Linked DNA regions of Gossypium hirsutum: all the other regions are linked to region 1. The links are chromatin contacts, called in public Hi-C maps. All regions are on one chromosome and are shown on one strand. The core of a region is the stretch at or near the end of the contact, and the rest is flanking DNA. Distances in the headings are between cores, read along the strand shown. Region 1 holds the start of LOC107928694 (trihelix transcription factor GT-1). Region 2 has its middle 22 kb from the start of LOC107928708. Region 3 holds the start of LOC107928685 (NADH dehydrogenase [ubiquinone] flavoprotein 1, mitochondrial).

The links. Hi-C and Micro-C count contacts between places; a contact is called where the count stands out from the background.
Region 2: a Hi-C map of leaf shows a contact between it and region 1, with 2.6 times the contacts expected there. The contact joins the enhancer-like site here to the promoter of LOC107928694 in region 1. A contact is called at or near these places in 5 of 34 Hi-C or Micro-C datasets (leaf and petal).
Region 3: a contact with region 1 is called in a Hi-C map of leaf, with 2.0 times the contacts expected there. The contact joins the promoter of LOC107928685 here to the promoter of LOC107928694 in region 1.

Annotation. Positions count from the first base shown.
Region 1 is chrA12:90,697,664-90,702,124 of Gossypium_hirsutum_v2.1, forward strand. LOC107928694 (trihelix transcription factor GT-1) reads left to right here and starts at 1,269. Exons shown (of 4, transcript XM_041083057.1): 1 at 1,269-2,053; 2 at 3,207-3,245. The coding sequence starts at 1,504.
Region 2 is chrA12:90,965,758-90,970,504 of Gossypium_hirsutum_v2.1, forward strand. It overlaps the pseudogene LOC107928658. Among protein-coding and RNA genes, the nearest start is that of LOC107928708, 22 kb to the right of the region's middle. Within about 2 kb of position 2,209, at least 6 of the 9 cell types and tissues checked have an H3K27ac peak or open chromatin away from gene starts, as enhancers often do.
Region 3 is chrA12:90,989,521-90,994,129 of Gossypium_hirsutum_v2.1, forward strand. LOC107928685 (NADH dehydrogenase [ubiquinone] flavoprotein 1, mitochondrial) reads left to right here and starts at 2,320. Exons shown (of 3, transcript XM_016859935.2): 1 at 2,320-2,604; 2 at 4,059-4,609. The coding sequence starts at 2,335. LOC107928708 (a long non-coding RNA gene) reads right to left here and starts at 837. Exons shown (of 2, transcript XR_001692681.2): 1 at 414-837; 2 at 1-320.

The DNA of each region.
Region 1 (4,461 bases), core at 19-2,518:
GCTTCAGTTAGCCTTCGGGCTTCCGTTTAGCACTTATGTGCTTCAGTTAGCCTTCGGGCTTCCGTTAGCACTTTTGTGCTTCAGTTAGATTTCGGGTTTCAGATCACGATGTACTCAAATCCGTAAGTCGTTCCTTAAATTTACAAGTCAGTAAGTCGTAATTGTAACGTGTGGAAAAAGAAATGTAAATAATGTTATCATTATTTTTGAGCTCAATTAAGTAAATTATTTTTAAAATGAGATTATGATTTATAGGATGAAAGTAACTTACTTGAAATGTCCATATGATTTGAATTTTTGAAACTAATATTGGTAAGGTTTATGGTTTAAGCCGACGAACTTACTAAGCTATAGTTAGCTTACTTGTAATGTTTATTGCTCTTTGTAGATTAACGGAAGGGTTAGAGGATCGGATCATCACACTCAAGTCACACTATCTCGATTTTCCGGTAGATTTTGTTATAAATACTTTAAATGGTTTATATGGCATGTATAGGAGCTGATGTGACTATGTTTTGTATCAACTCATGAATATATTAGTTAAGTTAATATAAGTTGATATATGATATGAATGGAAATTAATTAAGATGTTTAAATACTACTTGAAAGTATGAATGGATATAATGTTAGATAAAATAAGGATTAGTGATATTATTATAAGACGAATATGATTTGGATGAAGATTGTATTTGTTGAGTTATTGTTGTGTTGAGTTAGTTGCAAATTTGAAATTGCAGGGAAGGTTAGATGTTTCTAAAGGGGTTATATTGAATTTTTTAAAAAAAAAATAATTATTATTATATTACGAAAAATTTTCGGAGTACTTGAATAAGTCCCTATTCATTTATAATACATGATTTAGGCCTCGAGGGTTCATAAAAGAGACTTAATGATTTAATTTTAATATATTTGTTGTTTATTCATAAAATTATTTGTAAATTAACTAATATGTTCGGTAACGCCTCGTAATCTTATTCCGACGACGGTTTGGGATTAGGGGGTGTTACAATATCGATACATTTTCTATTATATCGATTATACAAGCTTTAATCCTGATCCAAATCTAACTTTAACATTTATAATTTGAATTAAACTTAAACAAAATTTTAAATCCACTTTCTAAGTTGGACTAGACCTAAACTTATTGATTGAGCGTAAAATTTTATTAAGACTCGCTCGTACTCGACCCTACCCCATGTAGAGAATCGCAAAGGGCGAACGAAAGTAAAAGAGACAAAAACGATGAATAAAATATTATATTATACAAATAATACACTCACTGCCCAAGCTTTAACTCCACGCTCTCCTCCTCGTCTTCTATCTTTCTCTGCTATAATTCCTATCAAAATACATAAAATAATAAAAGCACGTCAAAATTAAATCCCATCCGCCATGAATTCCCTCTTCCTTCTCCTTGTCAAAACCCTCACTTTTTTCAACTCCTAAAAGCCTAAACCGTGCAAAAAAGAACCAAACCCATTTCTTAATCGGATCCAAAACCCCATGTACTTATCGGAGAAACCCCGTTCCATAGATTTGTACAAGGAGGAAGGTCCTGCTACCGCCAGTGACATGATCATCGAGGTCACTACCAATGGGGATTTGCCACCTCACCACCACCACCACCACCACCCCCCTCCTCAGCAGCAGCAAATTATCTTAGGTGAAAGCAGCTGCGAAGACCCAGAAGTCAAAGCCCCCAAGAAACGAGCCGAGACCTGGGTTCAAGACGAAACTCGAAGCCTTATCGCCATTCGGAGGGAAATGGATGGCCTTTTCAATACTTCGAAATCCAACAAGCACTTGTGGGAGCAGATATCGGCTAAAATGAGAGAGAAAGGGTTCGATCGATCCCCAACTATGTGTACAGACAAATGGAGGAACTTGTTGAAGGAGTTTAAAAAAGCTAAGCATCAAGATAGAGGGAGTGGGTCTGCTAAGATGTCTTACTATAAGGAAATTGAAGAGATTTTAAGGGAGAGAACGAAGAATGCTTATAAGAGTCCAACTCCTCCTCCTAAGGTTGATTCTTATATGCATTTCGCTGACAAGGGTATATGCTATATTTTATTTATCACCCTTTTTTTTTTTTAAAATTTGCATTTGACAAGTGGAGTTTATATTAAATTGTTGTTATTCCATAATTGAATGATGGTTTTGCGGACTTCCTCTTTAAAAGGCTTTATTTGGATTCAAGAATCTGTTTTTGGGTGATATGGCATTAATGCGTTTCCACTGTATATACTGATGTCTAAGCTTTATACCATCAGAATTTTTTGTTAATTGCTGCTAGAATTTTTAAAGTTGAATGACTTTTGCTCTGTCCATCTTTTCTTGAAGTGTCAGACGTATATCCGGATATTGCTATCAAAATATGATGCTAGTCCTCAAATACGTGGAAACCTTAGAAAAGAACTAATCATACCCGTACTAGACATTCCCACCTTCGGACTCCGAGTAACTTAGCTTAAGATGGTAGTATAAACTGCAGTTGAAGAAAGAAATAGGTTTGGTTCTTTAACCGTACGAGTTCCTTTGACTGGAAATGACTTGACAGTCTTCCTCTTTCTCCTGTTACTTTTTTATGATTTTATTGTGTGCTTTGAAGAAGGTGGGTTTGCCTTCATGTATCCTCATGAAAATTAGAACTTGCACAATGGCAGCTTTTAAATGATATTTTTGTTAGAGCTTAGACAGGTAAATTTCAACGTTGATTAAATGTACTTTTGAAGCAAGGGGTCATGCATTGAAAAATAATGAGGGGCTCAATTAAAATTTTGAATACCACCTTTTTAATAAGAGTAGGGAAGTATTATGTTGCTATTTGCAAATTTTATTTTCGAAGAGGCAAAGAGAGAGTCATCTATTTATGGTGTTTTGATTTCCTCTCTGTTGTCTTATCTGGTTTACTCTATTGTTCTGTACCTCTTGGCTGCTTTTACGAGGTTTTCTGGGTTTTTGTCTTATGCGGGCATGATACCTTGCTGTTGCATATCACTTAATGAAATTCTATATAAGATTTAGCCTTCTGCTTTTGGAGATTTCTGCGTCCTCTCCCTCTTTCTCACTTTGCTGCAAAGGTGTTCATGTAGACTACCTGATAGATAGTTGTATTGTTTCTTTATTCTTATTGCAACACATATCGAGTCTTACTTGTCATTACTATGACTTTAATAATCATTATCAATATTGTTTGACTCTTGCAGGTTTTGAGGATGCTGGCATGTCATTTGGCCCTGTTGAAGGTTATTATTTTTTGTTTCAATTTGAGATTGCTCTCTTCTGGTTTTTCTTCTTTTATGTTTTTGGTTTCCTGTCCTTTATATGCTTCTTGTAGTATTTCTCTTCAAGTTAATATGGGTAATACATAGAATCTATTGGATGCAGTGCCATTAATCTTATTGACACTATATCTCATCATCTTCTTGCTTGCTTTTAGGAGCTTTATGGGGCATGATTAGAGAAGAGTGTATCTATCTTGAAACTCCTATTTTGGGAGCTGCAAGTTATGTGCATATTTTTCGTAAGGCCAACACTGTTACCTGTTGTGTTAATGAGGCCATCTTTAGGTACTGTCCCCTCTATTTATTTCATCAGTCAAATCGGATGTACTTTTATGAACTTAAAACCGAACAATCACTTTTTGCTTTTCAGTAACCTCTCTTTTCAGCTTTGTTAACATCTTTCATGAAGCTGAGACTCCTCCGTCGACAGCCTTGGTTGTTTATTTCCTTTTTTCACAATCTCTTGCAGCAAATTTTGACATTTTAATTGTAGTGACATTGTCATTAGCCTTGTAGTGAGCCCAACATACCAACTGCTCCCACCTAGGATGAGTTCTCCTGAGATTGTAAGTCATGCTAATAGAGACCAGCTGATTATCTTACAATACTACTATTACTACTACTACTACTACTACTACTACTATGGAGCACTCATAATTATCAGATGGAAACTGTTCTTAACAATGACTTTGCCTAAAGAGCAATCAGCATCTCTAGACAGTCGGTGGTATATTTTATTATATCTTCCCTTCCATCTGGTGAAATTTGTAATGTCTGCACATGACTTCAACAACCTTTAACTGCACAAAGTACATGTTTTTGTTAGGGGCAGAAAGCTGAAATGTGGATTAATTCAATCTAATGGATGACACGCATCTATCACTGGGGTCCATAAGCTTGCTATCTATATTATGTGGTTATGTAATCTTATGTATTCTCTTTGATTTCAATCTGATGAAAGTTTTATTTTATTGGGAATATTTAGAATGGGGAGTCAAACAATGAAAAGAGGATTGATTGTGCAGGTTGATGCCCTTGCATGCCGGACTAACATCTTTGTACTCTACAGAATTGCTACTTGATCTGTAGTGAATGACCTTTTACTGCAGCATGTCTTTCATCTATTCACCATAGAACACTTGTTTTATTTTTCATATTACGTTTTTTCTCTAATTAT
Region 2 (4,747 bases), core at 959-3,458, 270 kb after region 1:
TTAATGATCCATACAAGCCATAAAGGCATAACTAAGCAATGCCAAACAAAAAAAACAAAAAATCATAAAACAAAAGAAAAAAAATAGTCATACAAAGGCATGGAACCAAACATGATCGTAATCTTTTCATGTTGGTAGAGTTTAATACATATGAATGAACATGAAAGTTAGATGACATACTTAAAGCCATGATCTAAATCAACCTTAGCCACCAAAACGACTTGGTGCATTGTCAGTGACATGACATGTTTCCATGGTAGAAATATATAATACATTAAACTCATTGTATTATGAGAACCTTCAACAAAATAGGAAGAAATGTTGGAAACATATTAAAATCCCAAAAAGAAAGAAGAAAAGAAAACCCTTTTCTTTACCAAAACAAAATCTAACCCCTATAAAAAACAACAATAGCTTGGATCCAAAATCAACACTAGAAAATATTCTCCTTACTTCATATTCTTGAGACTCTTAGAAGGAAAATAAAGGAAATCACCAACAATGGAAAGTACTAAAGATGGAAGCTAAAAACAAAACAAAACAAAACACAAGGATGGAAACACCAAAGTTGCAAACATTGAGTATGGAAGGATTGAACGTAAGTGCGGCACAAAAGAAATGCTAAACCTTAAAAAATATTCTATAGAGAACAAGTGTACCGAAAACATTTTTACTTTCAATGTATCATATCCCAAAACTTAAAATATTATACGAGGTTAGCCTAAACTCCAAACTTTCTACAAGTTATTAGGAAGAAAAACACTTTGACAAAGTGAGGAGTTTTATTCCCATTTTCCTATTTTTTCCCAAAGTGAAGCCCTCACCGTCAACTCCCTTTTTAATACATTGCCTCTTTAATAGAGACGTTAGTAGCCAGTGACTACCTGCCACCTCCCTCTATTCCCTTTTTCCTTTTTTCCCCTTCCCCTCCCCTTGGTTTTCTTCTCCTTCCTTACCTCTCCACTTCTCTCATTTATAACATTCTTTCCTTGTCGATCACCCCTCCAACTTCCTTGTTTTCCCTGCTCATTTCCTTCTTTGCTCCTCACCTCCGCCACTACCCTCCTCATCCTTTTCCCTGTTTATTCTCCTTCCCTAGCCTTCTCACATCCATTCTCTCACCGTTTTTGGTCCTTTTTACCTTTTCCTTTCAGTAGAATAATTTTAGGCAACACTTTGTACACCTTTGGCTCTCTCTCTTCTCTCTTTTCTTGAGGGTGATAGTTAAGCTTTCTAGAGGCATTGATGGCTCCTACGATCGAGTCTAAGACTACATGTTTTCCTCAAGTCAAAGTGAGCTCATTCTCTCAAGTTTTTGATGAATCATTTTGTTTACACTTAATTGAGTGAACTATGGCTTAATGAAGCTACATGGAATTTGTTGGGAGAATTAGGATAGGACCATCATCGATAGAAACAACATACCAACTCATAGACTTCGATTTAATGATCGACTAATGTGATTGTTCCGTGATGTTTGTGGTTTAAGGTTAAGTTTTTTTATTTTGGAATAACGTGATTTTGGATCAGCTGTTTTATACTATGTTCTACATATATTCAGCTTAAGGTTTATGTCTTGGGACCATTTCGATGTCCTTTCTTCATTTGTAAACATGTTTAAAAGGAAGAAAAAGTGGCCTTGGCCAAACAATTAAGGCGGCGTCCGCGAGGAGGTCCTTGGTTTGGAGATCAACAGAAAACAAGAGTTGTAAAATTCTTGACTATTGCCAGTGGGTCACTTGATACAAATTTTGACCCAATGAGAGTGAAAAGCATTTTGATAAAACTGTGAAAAGGAAAAGTAGGTGAGTTTATCATGTTATTTTGATAATTGTTTATCAAATTATTTGTTAGCTTTTTTATTATGGATACCTCAAGCTTCTAAAACAGTTTCAAACCCCCTCCATCCCTCCAATTTCTTTTGTAATAACAGAAAAACTCTATTCCATTCTGATGGCCACTTTGGTCGTCGATCCAAACAGCGGCTTTTGCTCCAAAACCATGACGTTCCACAGCCTCCGATCTCCCGTTTCACTCCCACCCCAATCCGCACCCATTTCATCTATCGACTTCTTCTTCTCTATGCTCCAGTCCTCCCCACCCTCCCCCACCGCCGTCGTTCTCATTGACGCCACCACGCGCCGCCGTATTCTCCACACCGAACTTATCTTCTGATTCGAAAACCTAGTCACCTACCTCCGCACCCACTTTGGCCTCTCTAAAGGCGATTGTGCTGTCGTTTTCACCCCTAACAATATCTTCACTCCGATTCTTTACTTGTCTCTCTTATCTATCGGCGTTGTTATCTCGCCCGTCAATCCCGCCGCCACTGTCCCCGAGATTCATCACCTAATCCGACATTCCAAACCTGTCATAGCTTTCGCCTCGTCGGATTCAGCTCACAAAATCCCTTTGCTCAAACACGGAGTCGTTGCTATTGACTATGTTGAATTCGAGTCGTTAATGGAAAGCCCAAGTGAAAAAACTGAAAACAGAGGAATCAAAGTGAACCAGTCTGATGTAGCCACGATTCTCTATTCGTCCGGCACAACCGGTGGGATCAAAGGAGTTGCATTGACTCACCGTAACTTGACAGCGGTGATTGCCGGAGGAATGCGTCCGGTGGGGAGTTCCCCGACGGTTGTCCTTTGTACGGTTCCATTATTTCATGTGTATGGACTAGTACTCAGTTTGAGGTCCATGGTTTCGGGCGACTGCATGGTGATAACGGGAGGAAGTCGCTCATTTGATCTGAGAAATATGTATGGAGTTATCTCTGAGTATAGGGTTAGCCACTTGGCTTTGGCTCCACCGTTGATTGTAAAGATGGTGAACGATACTGCGATAATGGATGGCTATGATTTGAGCTCGCTTGAAGCTATCCTCTGCGGCGGCGCTCATTTGAGTAAGAGCATGATCCAAAGGCTGAGAAAACGGTTGCCCAAAGTTAAGCTGGCGCAGGTAACACTTAATTACAGTGCTAATTGACCAATCAACAAAATTGGCTTTGATTTGATAAATGAAGTTTTCAATATTTGTTATGAAGGCATATGGGCTAACTGAAACAACGGGGCGAGTGTTTAGCACAATGGTTCCCGATGAAACCCAAGTAGAAGGTGCGACAGGGAAGCTTTTGCCAAATTGTGAAGCCAAAATCGTGGATCCTGAAACTGGTGCTGCTTTGCCACCTGCAAAGCCTGGAGAGCTTTGGGTTAGGGGACCTCTCGTAATGAAGGGTAATCACTGATTTCTGTACATTGATTAACTGGCAAGAGAGTAAGTGGCCACTGTTGTTTGTTGTTGTTGATTGCTCTGTTTTACAATTTTGTTTTGGGGGTGGTTCAGGATACGTTGATAATGAGGAGGCAACTGTTGGGACTTTGGATTCAGATGGATGGTTAAGAACTGGCGATCTTTGCTACATTAATAATGAAGGTTTCCTGTTTTTCGTAGATAGGATAAAGGAGTTGATCAAATACAAAGGCTACCAGGTTGGCTCTAAATCTAAGCTTTGTTAAAAAGTATGGTGCCCCTCAAGAACTAAAAGCTTATTTTATTATGGTTTTTAAAGTTGGTTTCTTAATCAAACAGGTTGCCCCAGCTGAATTAGAACATCTGCTTAATTCCCATCCAGATGTCGTCGAGTCTGCAGTTGTTCCGTATGTCACTTTTACTTCTCTTTATTCTCATTTAACGTTCCAAATGGATTAGTCTATAATAATTCAAGAGCAATTTAGTCCTTGTATATTTAATATATTTTAACGTTTAATGCTTCAAAATTATGCGAAGAAAGACTAAATTGCTCACTAAACCTATAGCCCCTTCCAAGTACACCAGTATCAGATAGATGTTGTATTGGAGTAAATGCTTGGTTAAACCTGCCAAGTGCTTACTTTTGACACTCTCAACAGGTTTTCAGATGAGGAAGCAGGCCAGGTACCAGTGGCCTTCGTGGTTAGACAATCAGGGAGCAACATTGATGAATCAAAACTCAAGCATTTTGTTGCCCAACAGGCATGCGTTGCTTCTAACTAAATGCAGAACAATTTCTTTTTTCATCTTCTTTTGTTGACATTCTCAAACATTTCATCTCAGGTTTCCCCATATAAGAGAATACGTAGAATAATGTTTATTGATTCATTGCCAAAGAATGCATCTGGTAAGGTGATGAGGAAGGAATTGGTGATCAAATTGTCAAGTGCTACCTCCAAGTTGTAAATTTCTTCCACCTTTCCACGTTTTTATGATTCCAAAATTGCTAAATCTTGTCGTTTAACTATTTTATATAATTGAAGAACTGTTTCATATCATTACAAACAATCAAAAATTAAATTTAGAACTTGCAGACCCCATGAGTGACCTCTGTTTACACAAAATTAAAGCTCATTTTCTTACCTAGCAATAAAAAAGTTCCCTTGCTGCTTGAATTTTATTTTGGTTAAATTATCTGTGGTTTCCATTATGAGTAAATTAATTTTGTTTATAGAAGTGAAAAATATAACTTTATACCTTAATGTTAAAATAAATAGTATTTTTATTTTTTCCAAATTAAATTTTATTTTTATTTAATTTATAATTAATTTTATTTTTTATATTTAAAAATTATTGTAACTTAGAAATGTTAATGAAAGAAATTTGAGATTTTGTCAAATAATATTCTAAAACCATAAAACAAAGTTAATTTTGTCAAAATTAAACTAAAAATCCAAAATAAAAAATTAATATGAAAAAATCGAAAATCGAATTG
Region 3 (4,609 bases), core at 1,070-3,569, 290 kb after region 1:
AATAGCTTTTATGGGGTATATATCAAAGAATGCGCAGGAAGCTAACAGTTATGAATGGAAACCACCGGAGAATGATACTATAAAAATTAATTTTGACGCTTCGTTCAATCAACATTTGAGAATATCTTGTTCAGGAATCATAGCACGAAATAAAGAAGGTTTGGTGATGGCAGCATGTACCTTTCCATGGGAGAATATCGCAGATCCGGTTATGGTCGAGGCAAGGGCGTGTTTGCAGGCCATTACTATGGCAGAGGAAATGGGTTTCCAGGATATTTGTGTTGAAGGAGATACGTTAACCATAATACACAAATTAAACTCTGTAGAAGAAGATAAATCTGAAATTAGTAGTCTAATTAAAGAAATCAAAGGGAGAATCCCCAAATTTAGAAGAATGAGTTTTAAGTACATACCAAGGGAAGCCAACAAAGCGGCTCACGGGATGGCAATAGAAGGATGTCGGCATGAAAACCCCCAATACTAAATAGAGGAGGTCCTGTACGCGGTGGAAGGGCTGGTGAATCGCGCTAAGAGAAGCGACGGAGACGAAGGATAGATGGAAAAATAGAGTCCGGACTTTGCGACATTTTTTCTGCCCAATGAACTCGTGATCTTGACCAAGAATAAGGCTTCAAAGATTTGATTTTGGGTGATAATCGATCTCTTTGAGTAGCTGATACACAATTCAAACGACAGAGAAGAAGAGTTTCCAGGCCCGAGTTTCTTTGAGTTTTGACGTTTCATTTCATTTTCTTGTGTTTTAATGAACAGTTTATTTTACTTTCTTTTTTTTCTCTATTTGATGATTTTCAATGCACCGTTTTGGTGCCTTACAGGAAAAAGACAGCTGTAGGTTGCTTTATTAATGCTTGTAACCATAATAATTACTTCTTTCATTAATAAAAGTATCAGTTGAAGTTCAAAAAAAAAAAACTTTCTAAACACTAGAGAGGTGATTTTTCAAAATTCATTATAATCTTATTTTATTTAAAACACATTATCACGCCATAAGATTAAAAGAAAACATAAATTTCAAATATAATTTGGATTTAACTTATTAAAAATATTTATATACTTTTTTATGAGTCTAATAACATTCATATTGCATATTTTTATATTATTTATTTTAATATCATTGTTATATTTTAATTACTTTCTAATTTATAAAATTCCAATAATATATTTTTTATTTAAAAAATTACATAAACAAAATAATCACAATTACTAACCTTTTGAAATGATACATCTTAAAACACTAATATATTAAAATTCTCCAAATTTTCTCAAGGAATAAAAAATTTAATTTTTAAAAGTAAACAATTAATTTTTGGTAATATCAACAAGTCCCTTAAAGTTTATATGTATATATATATTTATCAATTTTACTCTCTTTTTTTCTAATTAAATTTGATCCTCAACTTAAAAAAAAAAGTTAAATTTTATCATCATCCTTTCAAAAAAGAGATGAATTGATATTTTTTAATGAAAATACTAACTAAAATTTAAAATGTTAAACATGACAGCCTACATTGCAATCCACGCCTACTTTATACTATTTTTTAAATTTTCTTAAACTTTTTATAATTTTTTCGGATAAATATCAAAACTATACATGAACTTTTATCCAATGTGTAATGTCATACGAACATCAATTTTATGCGATTTTATATATGAAATTTTAATTTAATTCAATTTTTACAAATCACTGATAATATTATTGAATTAGTATCATTTTACGTTAATATATTGTATATACAAATAATTATATTATTCTAATATGAAAATAAATGTATGTATCTATTTTTTAAATGTGGACATTTGAATTATAATCAAAGTTTTATGTATGCATATGAACTACAATTCAAGTTTCGTGTGTATAATTATACCAAATTAAAGATCAAGTATCAAATTGCATATTGGATCAAAGTGCATGTATAAAATTGATATTTATCGTTAATTATTTATTTTATTTTTGATTGTTTTAAATTTTTTAATATTTTTAATATTTTTAAATTATTTATTTACGTGACATATAAAATAAATAATGTCATGTTAATATGAAAAATATATAAACGATCACGTGGGTGACTATGCGAGCATGATTAAAAATTTAATATTTTAAATAATATTTCTTTAAAAATTTTATTTAATTTTTTTAACTAAAGGCATATTTAATAAATTTATTAAAAATTTTCATTTATATTTAATATTTTAAATATAAATGTAAATGTAAATGTAAATGTTAATTGCTAAATTGTGTTAAGAAAAACTCGTCTTCAGCAGCGCAAATATTTAATGCAACAGTAGACGTGGCAAATTAATCATATCCGTTGAATGGTGGCCCAAATAACATCCACGACATCACAACGTATCACCGATAGCCATCACAAACACTCTAAGAAATATTGGCCGTTAGATCACTTACCACCCCCTTTCAATCAACATTTTTTATTTTGCACCATCAATCTCCGTTGCTTAGATACCGTAGCCAATCATTCCCCATCTTCAAATTCCCTATTCCCTTTTCCTCCGCCCTTGTTTCTGAATTTTGCAGTCGAGCCGAATCGCAACAATCAAGGATCATCCGCGAAATTTCACTCTATGGTACGCCCCTTTCCTTACTCTTTCACTTGCCTCGGGTTTCTCGTCGATTCATTTCGTTGTTTGATCGTGAAATGTTGTTTCGCGTTTAGTTATAGATCCAAGCAATTGAATTTTTTCCTTCATCTTCTGTTTAGATGCGATTAGCTAGTGGAAAATGAGCGCACAGAAGAAAAGGTTTTAGTTTTAATTTTCTAGAAACTTAGCTTACTGAAGATGGATTGTTTGTTTTAGGGTTATGAAACTAATTTTAGTTAGTGTAGATTTTAATATCTCCTTGTCCATTCGCATACCTTACCAAAAAGGAATGAAGAATGTTGTTTGTTGCTTCAAATTTGGATAAATTGGATGTGGCTCATATTTTGGCCCAAGGAATTAATTTCTACATTTAGGGGTGTTTGGTGATTTCCCATGTTATGATTTTAAAATGTGATTGTGATAACATTATTGCTGTGCAAGTTATTTTATAACATGATATACAGTTAAAATCATGGAAAGTTATATTAAGACGTTTGTTAAATTCAATGCTTTTTCTGAGAACATAATGTTATTTTAACTAAATTATCCTTAAAATAAAAGATGTATTTTAATATTTTTCTGAGAATATAGATATTTACCCTGTGATAGCACACATATATGACATGTTAAAAAGGGAAAAAATAATATGCAGAGTAGAATTTGTAGATTGAGAATAAAACTAGAAAAAAACACTTACTTTGGAACGATGAATTGAAATTGTAGAGACTAGAGAACGAAAGAACAAGCATCAGTTATGTTTTTCTTTTTTTACGATGAACTAGTTAATACCCTAAACACAAATAAAAGAAAGGCTAATTTTGTTCTAGTGATTTTTTTTATTACTTTCCATCTAGATGGAAAAGTAACTCTCCTACTAATTATCAAGGGAATGACTTCACATTACTTGTGAGAAATTAACTCCCAAGGGAATGTTACATTCCAATGAAAGAAGCAATTTTTGCTTACCAAACATTGGAATCACATTCCAACCAATTAAATTCCTTAAAAAGTGATAACTTTCTTAATTCTCAGAAAGATGGTTTTAGTTCAATTCAGAGAGAAGTCAGACTTGAGACTTCAAAATTGATGGACTGATTAATTTGCATAATCAAAGTTCATGATCTTTTCTTATTTTCTTTCCGTTATTTTGGTTGCCACTAGCTGCTCTGGTTGCATTATTGACATCCAAATCCCCCTCATTGTTCACTTGGACCCTTTTTATAGGTTTTACCGATGTCAGTTGCTTCATTCAAACATGTGTGTTACTTCAAATTTGCTATTATTTTCTTCTTGAGTGTTTTCGAGCATTTGTTAGATTTATTGCTGATAATTAGATCATTTCATGGAAGCTAAAAAAGTTGATTAGTTATGTTCCAATATCTTTGGGAAAAATGTTTAATGAGAAAGAATAAAGAAATGGTTGTTCTTTCTTTGCATAGGCACCCATAAAGGGCATTCTTTCCTTGCAAAGGGCAGCTTTGTTAAGAGCTTGCGGTGAAAGGTGGAAACTAGGCACTAGATCATTTAGTACTCAAGGAGCAACAACTGCTGGTGCTCCACAGGCACCTCCTCCTCCTCCACTGCCTGAAAAAACCCATTTTGGTGGTCTAAAAGATGAAGACCGTATTTTCACCAACTTATATGGGTTGCATGACCCTTTTCTCAAAGGTGCCATGAAACGTGGTGACTGGTATAGAACCAAGGATTTAGTACTCAAGGGTGCTGATTGGATTGTGAATGAAATGAAGAAATCTGGACTTCGAGGACGTGGTGGTGCTGGATTTCCATCGGGCCTCAAATGGTCTTTTATGCCAAAAGTATCTGATGGTCGTCCTTCTTATCTTGTTGTCAATGCTGATGAAAGTGAACCTGGAACCTGTAAGGACAGGGAAATTATGCGGCACGATCCACACAAACTATTGGAGGGCTGCTTGATTGCGGGGGTTGGAATGAGAGCTACAGCTGCTTATATCTACATCAGGGGTGAATA